2 separate regions of the Rattus norvegicus genome follow, and region 2 is linked to region 1. The links are chromatin contacts, called in public Hi-C maps. All regions are on one chromosome and are shown on one strand. The core of a region is the stretch at or near the end of the contact, and the rest is flanking DNA. Distances in the headings are between cores, read along the strand shown. Region 1 holds the start of Rinl (Ras and Rab interactor-like). Region 2 overlaps Eif3k (eukaryotic translation initiation factor 3, subunit K).

What was found. Hi-C and Micro-C count contacts between places; a contact is called where the count stands out from the background.
Region 2: a contact with region 1 is called in a Hi-C map of the Rat2 cell line, with 6 times the contacts expected there. The contact joins the enhancer-like site here to the promoter of Rinl in region 1. A contact is called at or near these places in 2 of 12 Hi-C or Micro-C datasets (the Rat2 cell line and mammary epithelial cells).

The regions. Positions count from the first base shown.
Region 1 is chr1:93,203,344-93,207,299 of GRCr8, reverse strand. It overlaps Rinl (Ras and Rab interactor-like), which reads right to left and starts at 2,511. Exons shown (of 12, transcript NM_001106241.2): 1 at 2,475-2,511; 2 at 769-891; 3 at 445-604. The coding sequence starts at 821. It overlaps Sirt2 (sirtuin 2), which reads right to left. Exons shown (of 16, transcript NM_001399630.1): 14 at 3,734-3,804; 15 at 3,559-3,625; 16 at 2,801-3,478. The coding sequence ends at 3,326. All of the region lies in intron 1 of LOC103689966 (MARCKS-related protein-like), which reads right to left.
Region 2 is chr1:93,385,984-93,389,524 of GRCr8, reverse strand. Eif3k (eukaryotic translation initiation factor 3, subunit K) reads left to right here. Exons shown (of 8, transcript NM_001398703.1): 7 at 381-506; 8 at 1,835-1,897. The coding sequence ends at 1,866. All of the region lies in intron 1 of LOC103689966 (MARCKS-related protein-like), which reads right to left. Among named protein-coding and RNA genes, the nearest start is that of Actn4, 8.4 kb to the right of the region's middle. Within about 2 kb of position 2,109, at least 6 of the 93 cell types and tissues checked have an H3K27ac peak or open chromatin away from gene starts, as enhancers often do.

The DNA.
Region 1 (3,956 bases), core at 1,262-3,761:
TTCTTCCCCCTGTCTCTCTCTCTCTGCCTGTCTCTCTCTGTCTCTCTCTCCCTGTCTCTCTGTCTGTCTCTGTCTCTCTAACACACACACACACACACACACACACACACACACACTGCTCTCTCTGTCTGTCTGTCTCTCTCTGTGTCTGTCTCTCTGTCTCTCTCTCATACACACACACACACACACACACACACACACACACACACACACACACACACACGCACCTGTAATCTTTATGCCCAGGGGATGTAAAGGTAAGAGGACCATAAATTTGAGGTCAGCCTCTGCCACACAGTGAGCTGGGGACTAGCCTGGGGTATATAAAGCCTTTCCTACAACAAATTCCTAAGTTTTGGAGTTAGCCTGGTTTGTGTTGGTCACCTACCTGATCCAAGTTGACATAGGGAAGGTCAGAAGCAATGCCCGGCTGTGAGAACTCACCCCCAGTGGCCACGGCTTGAGAAAGGCCTTGGCATGCTCAGCGTCCAGCTCGGGGACCTGCCACACCCTCTGTGTCCTCTGCAGTCGAAGAAGTGACTCTGTCGTGCTGAGGACCCTCAGTGGGCTCTTGTCTGCTCCTTCTGCTAGTGGCCAACTCAGCCTGGAATGTACAGGTTCCAGGAGGCCAAGGGTCATGGTGGAGGCTGGCCACTGAGGTGGGGTCCAAGAGGCAGGGATAGCCCAGGAACAAAAGGTCAAAGATGGAGCTGGAGAAGGGGGATTGGGTAGGAGGACTTTGGTCCAGAGCCAACTCTGCAGCCTCACCTGGCCTCTTCAGTAGTGGCTGCAGACACCATGTCCGGCTGGGCTAGCCTCATGCTGCCAGGCACCAGTGAGCCATGCTTTGGCCTCTGGCATGGAGGAAGACAAGACTCAAGGCTGCTCCAGCTAGGGCAAGAACTAATATTTTAATTCTATTACATATACCTGATCAGAATGGACCTCAGAGGTCCCTGGCTATGCCAAGGACTGGTTTTTTTTTTTTTTTTTTTTTTTTTGGTCTTTTTTCGGAGCTGGGGACCGAACCCAGGGCCTTGTGCTTCCTAGGCAAGCGCTCTACCACTGAGCTAAATCCCCAGCCCCTGGTTTTTGTTTTTTGTTTTGTTCTTTTGAGATAGCTCAGACTAGCTTGGAGCGCTCTGTAGTCCAGACCGGCCCCAAACTCACAGCAATCCTCCTGCTTTAAGCTCTCAAGTGCTGAGATACTAGTCTGAGCCGACATGCCTCGCTGGGGCGGGGTGGCTGTGACATTCTTTAGTTGCTGAGTGGCAGACAACTCTGAGGACCCCAGGAGAAAGGCCCATGTGTCTCATGGTAGAGGAGAGCATTCCCAACCAGAACTTACAGAGCCGGAGGATGAGTTCTGGAAAAGTTCTTGGCTTGCTCCACCCGTGGCCCAGATGCTATGTGAGACCCACTTCCTCCCTTCCCAGACTTCAGAGGAGCCCTAACACACCCTCTCCCACATTTGTTTAGAAAAAATGTTTTTTTTTTTGGACACAGGGTCTCACTATGTTGATCTGGCTCTCCTGGAACTCTCTATGTAGACCAGGCTGGCCTGGATGAGAGATCTGCCTGCTTCTTCCTTCCAAGTGCTGGGATTAAAGGCGTGAGCCACTGCACTCAGCTTCCATTTATGTCAAACATTAACTTTTCTTTCTCAGTCAGGGCCCCACATAGCCCAGGCTTGTCTCATACTTGCTGCGTACTGTAGCAGAGGTTAGATTCTTACTCTTTTTTTATTAGTTTTTATTTATATAAGTACACTGTAGCCATCTGCAGACACACGAGAGGGCATCAGATGCCATTACAGATGGTTGTGAGCCACCATGTGGTTGCTGGGATTTGAACTCAGGTCCTCTGGAAGAGCAGTCGGTGCTCTTAACCACTGAGCCATCTCTCCAGCCCAGATTCTTACTCTTCATCTCTACTTCCTATGTTCTGGTATCACAGGACTGGGCCATCATGCCCACACTCTGCCCCAAATGTTCTCCAAGAGGGGAACAGCAACTCAGTGAACCCTTTCCAGTATATTCCTCTCGCAGCAGTCTCAGGAGTAAGGCGTGTGGGACTGGAGGAACCATTTAGCTGTTTTCCCATCATCTATCCACCCTCCCCCATCTCACCCCCATCCTTCTGCCTGAATTATTGGCCCAGCATTGGGTGACTGACTGGCCTGGGAGGAGGGCTGATAAGCAGGCTAGCCCTCTTCTGAAGGTTCCACTTCTCTTAGGGTATTGTGTGCAAGCCGGATAATTATCAGCTACAGACATTGCTGAGCTGCCGACTGGCACCTTCAGGTGTTGGGGTGGGGAGCACACCTCAGGGTCAAGCAGGGAAGAGGGGCAGGCAGTGCTCCTCCCCTCCAGAACCCTTGGGAGGAGATCCAGACACGGGTAGTACTGGGCAGGGTTGGATGGAGGCAGTGGTGGGTGCAAAGGGGACAGATGTTTGGTCCCTGGGGGCCCTACCTGTTCCGAGGGGAGCCTGAGCAGCAGGAAGTGAAAGTGTTCTCTAGAGAGGAAGCCAGGGAGGCAGGGGAAGAGGCGGGGCTGGGGCATTTGAAATCACCTTCCTCTCTTTCCAGGGGGTCATTCTTCAGAGAGCCACTTTGGAGGAGTGGGCCTCTGTCAGGCCTACAGTCAGGATGAAAAGTCACCAGGCTACCTCTCCAGGGGCATCTCTTGGCCCCAGCCGCCATCACTCCTAAGATCCTGGAGTCTTCCTGGCCCAGCCCTCTCCCTCCCCAAGCCGCCCCAAGTACCCACTAAAAGAAGCAGAGGCCACACAGCTCACGTTAGTTGCTTTGTTCTGAGTTTTAATTTGTTTCTAATCAACTTGCCCTCCGGCTTGCCCACCATGGCAGGCGCGTGGGGCCCCGGGGAAGGGAGCCACTTTGTTGGAGGCAGAGCCTGGCAGTCCTCAGACCCCACCGGGCCCCAGCCCCTGCGTGAAGTTATATTTGGAGGGTCCAGCCCCTATGCAGGGTAGATTAACTTGATTTAGCTGAGTCCCCACTGAAAACAATAGAGAAATGCCTTATTCTGGCACAGTTAGGGTAACTGCTCTCTGGGAATAGTTAGACGTTAGGGGAGGAGGCTGCTTCTTGCCCTAGGTGGTTGGAGGCTGTGTGTGGGCTGTGGTTAGAGACTGCACAGGCCTCGGCCCTTAGGTATATTAGAACTTTCTGGGATTGAGTTGGGGACCCTGGTTTCAAGAAAGTGGTTAAGAGAATGAAGGGTCAATGAGCTCACACAAGCTGCATGTTAGAGGGACCAGTGCTGGCTGGGACTCAGCTGTCCTGCATGGGAGACAGTGGTTACTAGTGTTCCTCTTTCTCTTTGGTCCTGGCCGCCTCCTTGGCAGGAGGTGGGGACTTTCTAGGGGAGACGGTAGCGCTGGGGTTGGAGGCCTGTGACCCTGACTGGGCATCTATGTTGGCATGCTCCCTCCGGACAAGGTCTTCCAGCTCCTTCTGTGGGGGCAGAGGTGAGAGAGGTCAGGTTACCGTGCGTTCCCGTGCACTGGGCTCGGGGTAGGCTGGGGCGGCCTTACCTTCCATCCCAGGAGGTCAGCGAGAGCCAGGCAGCCTTGGTCACAGTCACCCAGCCAGGCCACGTCCCTGCGGGTGAGCAGGAGTGAGAGGACAGGCTAAGGCTGGCCGGCCTTCTGTCTTTCTCTCACTCCTCAGCCTGCCCTTCCCAAGCCACCATACCAGACCCAGCCTCACCTGTAAGCCTTCTTGGAGTCAAAATCCATGCCGCCTCCCAAGCCCATCATCATGCCCAGGAAGGGATCCGTCTGTGGGGAGAGGACAGCTAAGGGCACAGCCCTGGCCTCCAGACCGACCTTATGCTTATTGCCAAGACAGGGTCTCACTGTGCAGCCCTGGCTGTCCTGGAGCTTGCTCTAGAGCAGGCTGGCCTTGAACTCACAAAGATCCACTTTTCCTC
Region 2 (3,541 bases), core at 860-3,359, 180 kb before region 1:
CTAAGGGAAACTGGGCCTAGAGGCACACACACTGTAATCCTGGTTCTTGGGAGAGAGTCAGAAGTATTAGGAGTCATGGTGAGTCCAAGCCACTCAGGGCTACATGAAATCCCTGTCTCAAAATTAAAAATAAACTACAACAAAACCCCTATGTGACTAGGAGAAAGAGGCTCATGCGCCCTCTGGTGGCCAAGTGGAGCACGAGCCCCAGAACGCTGGCTTTGCCCTGAAGGATCTCTTCCAAGGCCTGCTGCTGTCCTGGTGGGAGTTGCCTAGAGCAGTTGGGCAAAGGGGGCTTGGCCTGGTTAGCCCCAACTTCCCTGCCCCCAAAGCCCCTGGTATTAGGTTAGGCAACCAACACCTGCCTGCGTCACCTGCAGACAACCAGCTGAGGGTGTGGATGAGCAAGTACGGCTGGAGCGCGGACGAGTCAGGGCAGGTCTTCATCTGCAGCCAGGAGGAGAGCATTAAGCCCAAGAACATCGTGGAGAAGATCGACTTTGACAGTAAGTGGCCTGGGGCCGCAGACACAGGGGAGACATGGTGTCCTCAGAGCAGTGCTGGGTGTGCAAAGCACCAGGCAGAGCGTTCCTTCCTGGGCTGGGAACTGTCTGCCAGATTCCATTGCCTCATCCAGGTGACTAGCCCAGGGGAGTCAGTGAGGGATGCTGGGTAGCCTTCCCTGCTGTATGTGAGCCCGCTGTGTGGTCTCCTCTCTCTAGCTCTCCCTTTCGGGCCTTCTTGCCATCCCTGTAGACCAGGCTGGCCTCAGACTCAGACCTGCCTATCTCTCCCTTCCGGGTGCTGGAATTAAAGACTCCCAACTCACTTTCTCCAGCTCTTCCCAGGGCCTAGAGAGGCCTGGAAGGGCATTCCCATCTTCTGCTGTTCCCAGGGCTATCACAGGCTCTCAAGTCTGTTTCACCCCTGCTTCATAGCTACCTGTGCCAGGGTACTCTTGCTTCTCTGTGCCTCAGTTTCTCATCTGGAAAAGGTAGGTGACAGTAACAGTCCTGACAGGGCTGTGGCTCTCCATATGTCATTTGGTCCCATCATAGGGTAGTGACTCTTGTTCTATCTTGGAAACTATTAGAAATGGCACAGTGCCTGCCTCCTAGGAGGTTGAATGTGAATGGAGATCATCGTGTAGGGCAGTCAGCCAAGAGCCAGGTGCAGAGTGAACGGCGGTGACAGCGATTCCTGTCACACTTTGAGTAAACAGACTCACCCCAAAAGAGCAAAAAGCAGGTGTTTGGCACGTGTCTTTGGTCTCAGCATGCAGGAGGCGGGAGGTTCAAGGCCAGCCTGGGCTACGGTCTTTACATGAGTAGTGACACCCTTCTGTCAGAGCAAGTGTCATGAAGTGGGGAAGGACAGGGACAGGACTCCTGCTGGGCTCCACCCTGTGCTCTCAACATGGCTCTGTTGAGGGACACCAGTGGGTCAGTGGCCAAGCTGAACAGCTGCGAGCTGTGTCACTTCCCACTGGTCACCCTGACTGTACAGAAAGTGTTCAGTGCTCACCATGCTTGGGTCTCGGAATTCCACACAGTTCTGTTGGCAGTGGAGAGCCGCTGGCCAGGGCGAAATGCACACAGTGCTTGGTGCCAGGCTTGTTCATGCTCTTCACTGAGCTCCCTAGTCCTGTAAGAAAGATGGCTGTGTATGTAGACAGGGAAACTGAGGCACAGCACTATTACATAACATCCAAGACCACTAAACTCCAGCACCCAACTACCTCTGTGGTGACTGACCTGACCCTGAAGGACAGTGGCTCCCTGGGAGGCAGCTCTTCCTTCTTCACAAATTCACCCTGCTTTTTCCTTCTCCACAGGTGTGTCCAGCATCATGGCCTCGTCCCAGTAACTGTGTGCATTAATAAAGATGGTCCACTCCACCCTGTTGTCTCCTGCCTCTGCCCTCAGAGAGCCAACTTGTGACCTGAGCTGGGGCCCTTCCCTCTTCTGGGGCGTCCCCCACGCCACTTCCTCCTTTGTCCCGCCCTGCTGCCTTTCCCTGCCCCTCCTTTTACCTGTGAGTCAGTGTAGGATGAGGTAGGCTGAGGCCAGCTAATGGCCTGGGGAGTTGCCACCCTGGGGCCCTGTGCTCTGGAGGGAGTGGAGAGCGTGCTCTCTGCACCTCTGACAAGTCACCCGGCTTCTGAAAGGGAGGGGATGGTACTTCCTCAACCGGCAGTGGCAACAGCCTGCCCAGTCCTGCACTTGGAAAGTGCAGGTAGGAAGATCAGGGATGAAAAGATGCCCTTAGCTGCATCAGATTCTGTTTTTAAAGGGGGGCTGAGGGGCTCAGTCCACAAACTTCTGCTGCTCAAATAAAAAGGTGTGGTAATGTACCTGTAACGCCCAACAGGGGGAGCCCGAGACAGGCGGCTCCCTGAGGATGACTGGCCAGCCAGTCTAACCAAATTGCTGAGCTCTGAGTTAAGTGGGGACCCCTGATTTAACTGGTGCTAAAGCTCTGTTCGGTTGGGTTCAGTGCGAGCGTCACAACATATCTATAACCCCAGGCTTTGGGAGGCTGACCTCCCCGTGGACATGTGTACACATTGCACGCTTGACGACTTGAAGTGGTTTGCTCTTGTTCCTCTAACAGCCTCTTAGCTGTTTCTTCCAGTAATGCAAAACTCCTTGATTCACCAAGGAAACACAAATGGAGAAGCGGGAGTCATTCATCTCAGACTTTGAAGATCTGTCTCCCAGGTTGGACAGGTGCTAGTCAGAAAGGTTACCAGACTGCCTAGTCAGCTGTCCTCCCAGCTTGTCACACCCAAGGTATTCAGGTATTCTGACCAAGTGACCTTGAACAGGTGATTTCAGTGTGCACAGGGTTGGGGGGTTGAGGTCAGTGGTGATAAGTGACCCAGTAAATGTTCAGCCTTGCCACTCCCATCTCCCTTGGGGCCTGTTCTGTCATGCCAGCGAGTGGATTGCTGGCATGTTCGACCCTCCCTGTAGTCCGCACTCACCCATCATTCCTCCAGAGGATCCTGGCCTGGGGAACTAGGGTGGGGACGCACCCTTTGCCCTGGCCTTTAGACTTACTGAAGCAGGCACCCGGAACTCATCCTAACCCTGGGGACAGCAAATAAATGACTTCTGTTCCTGAAAGCTCTGAGGTGCTAGAGGAGGGAGGGTTGGTATGCTGCCCCACCCTCAGCCATCTTGTGTAGAAATCAGGGAGCCATCTCTGGGTGTGGACCAAAGCCTAGGCATCCGCTGGCAGGTGTGCTTGTGTGGGATGTAACTTGAACAACTGGCCATGGCTGCTCGGCAGGAGGGGAGATGACCTTTTGTCCTTTGACAGCTATGTCTTGTCTGCTTTCGGTCTGGCTCTGACCAAAGTGACTTCTTTCAGGCTTTGGTTTAATGGCTGGAGAGAGAGAGAGAGAGAGAGAGAGAGAGAGAGAGAGAGAGAGAGAGAGAGAGAGTGTGTGTGTGTGTGTGTGTGTGTGATATAAACTCCAGAGTCTAACCTGGCAAGTGTTTCTGATGTCTGCCTCTTTGAGCTACTGCAGTCACCT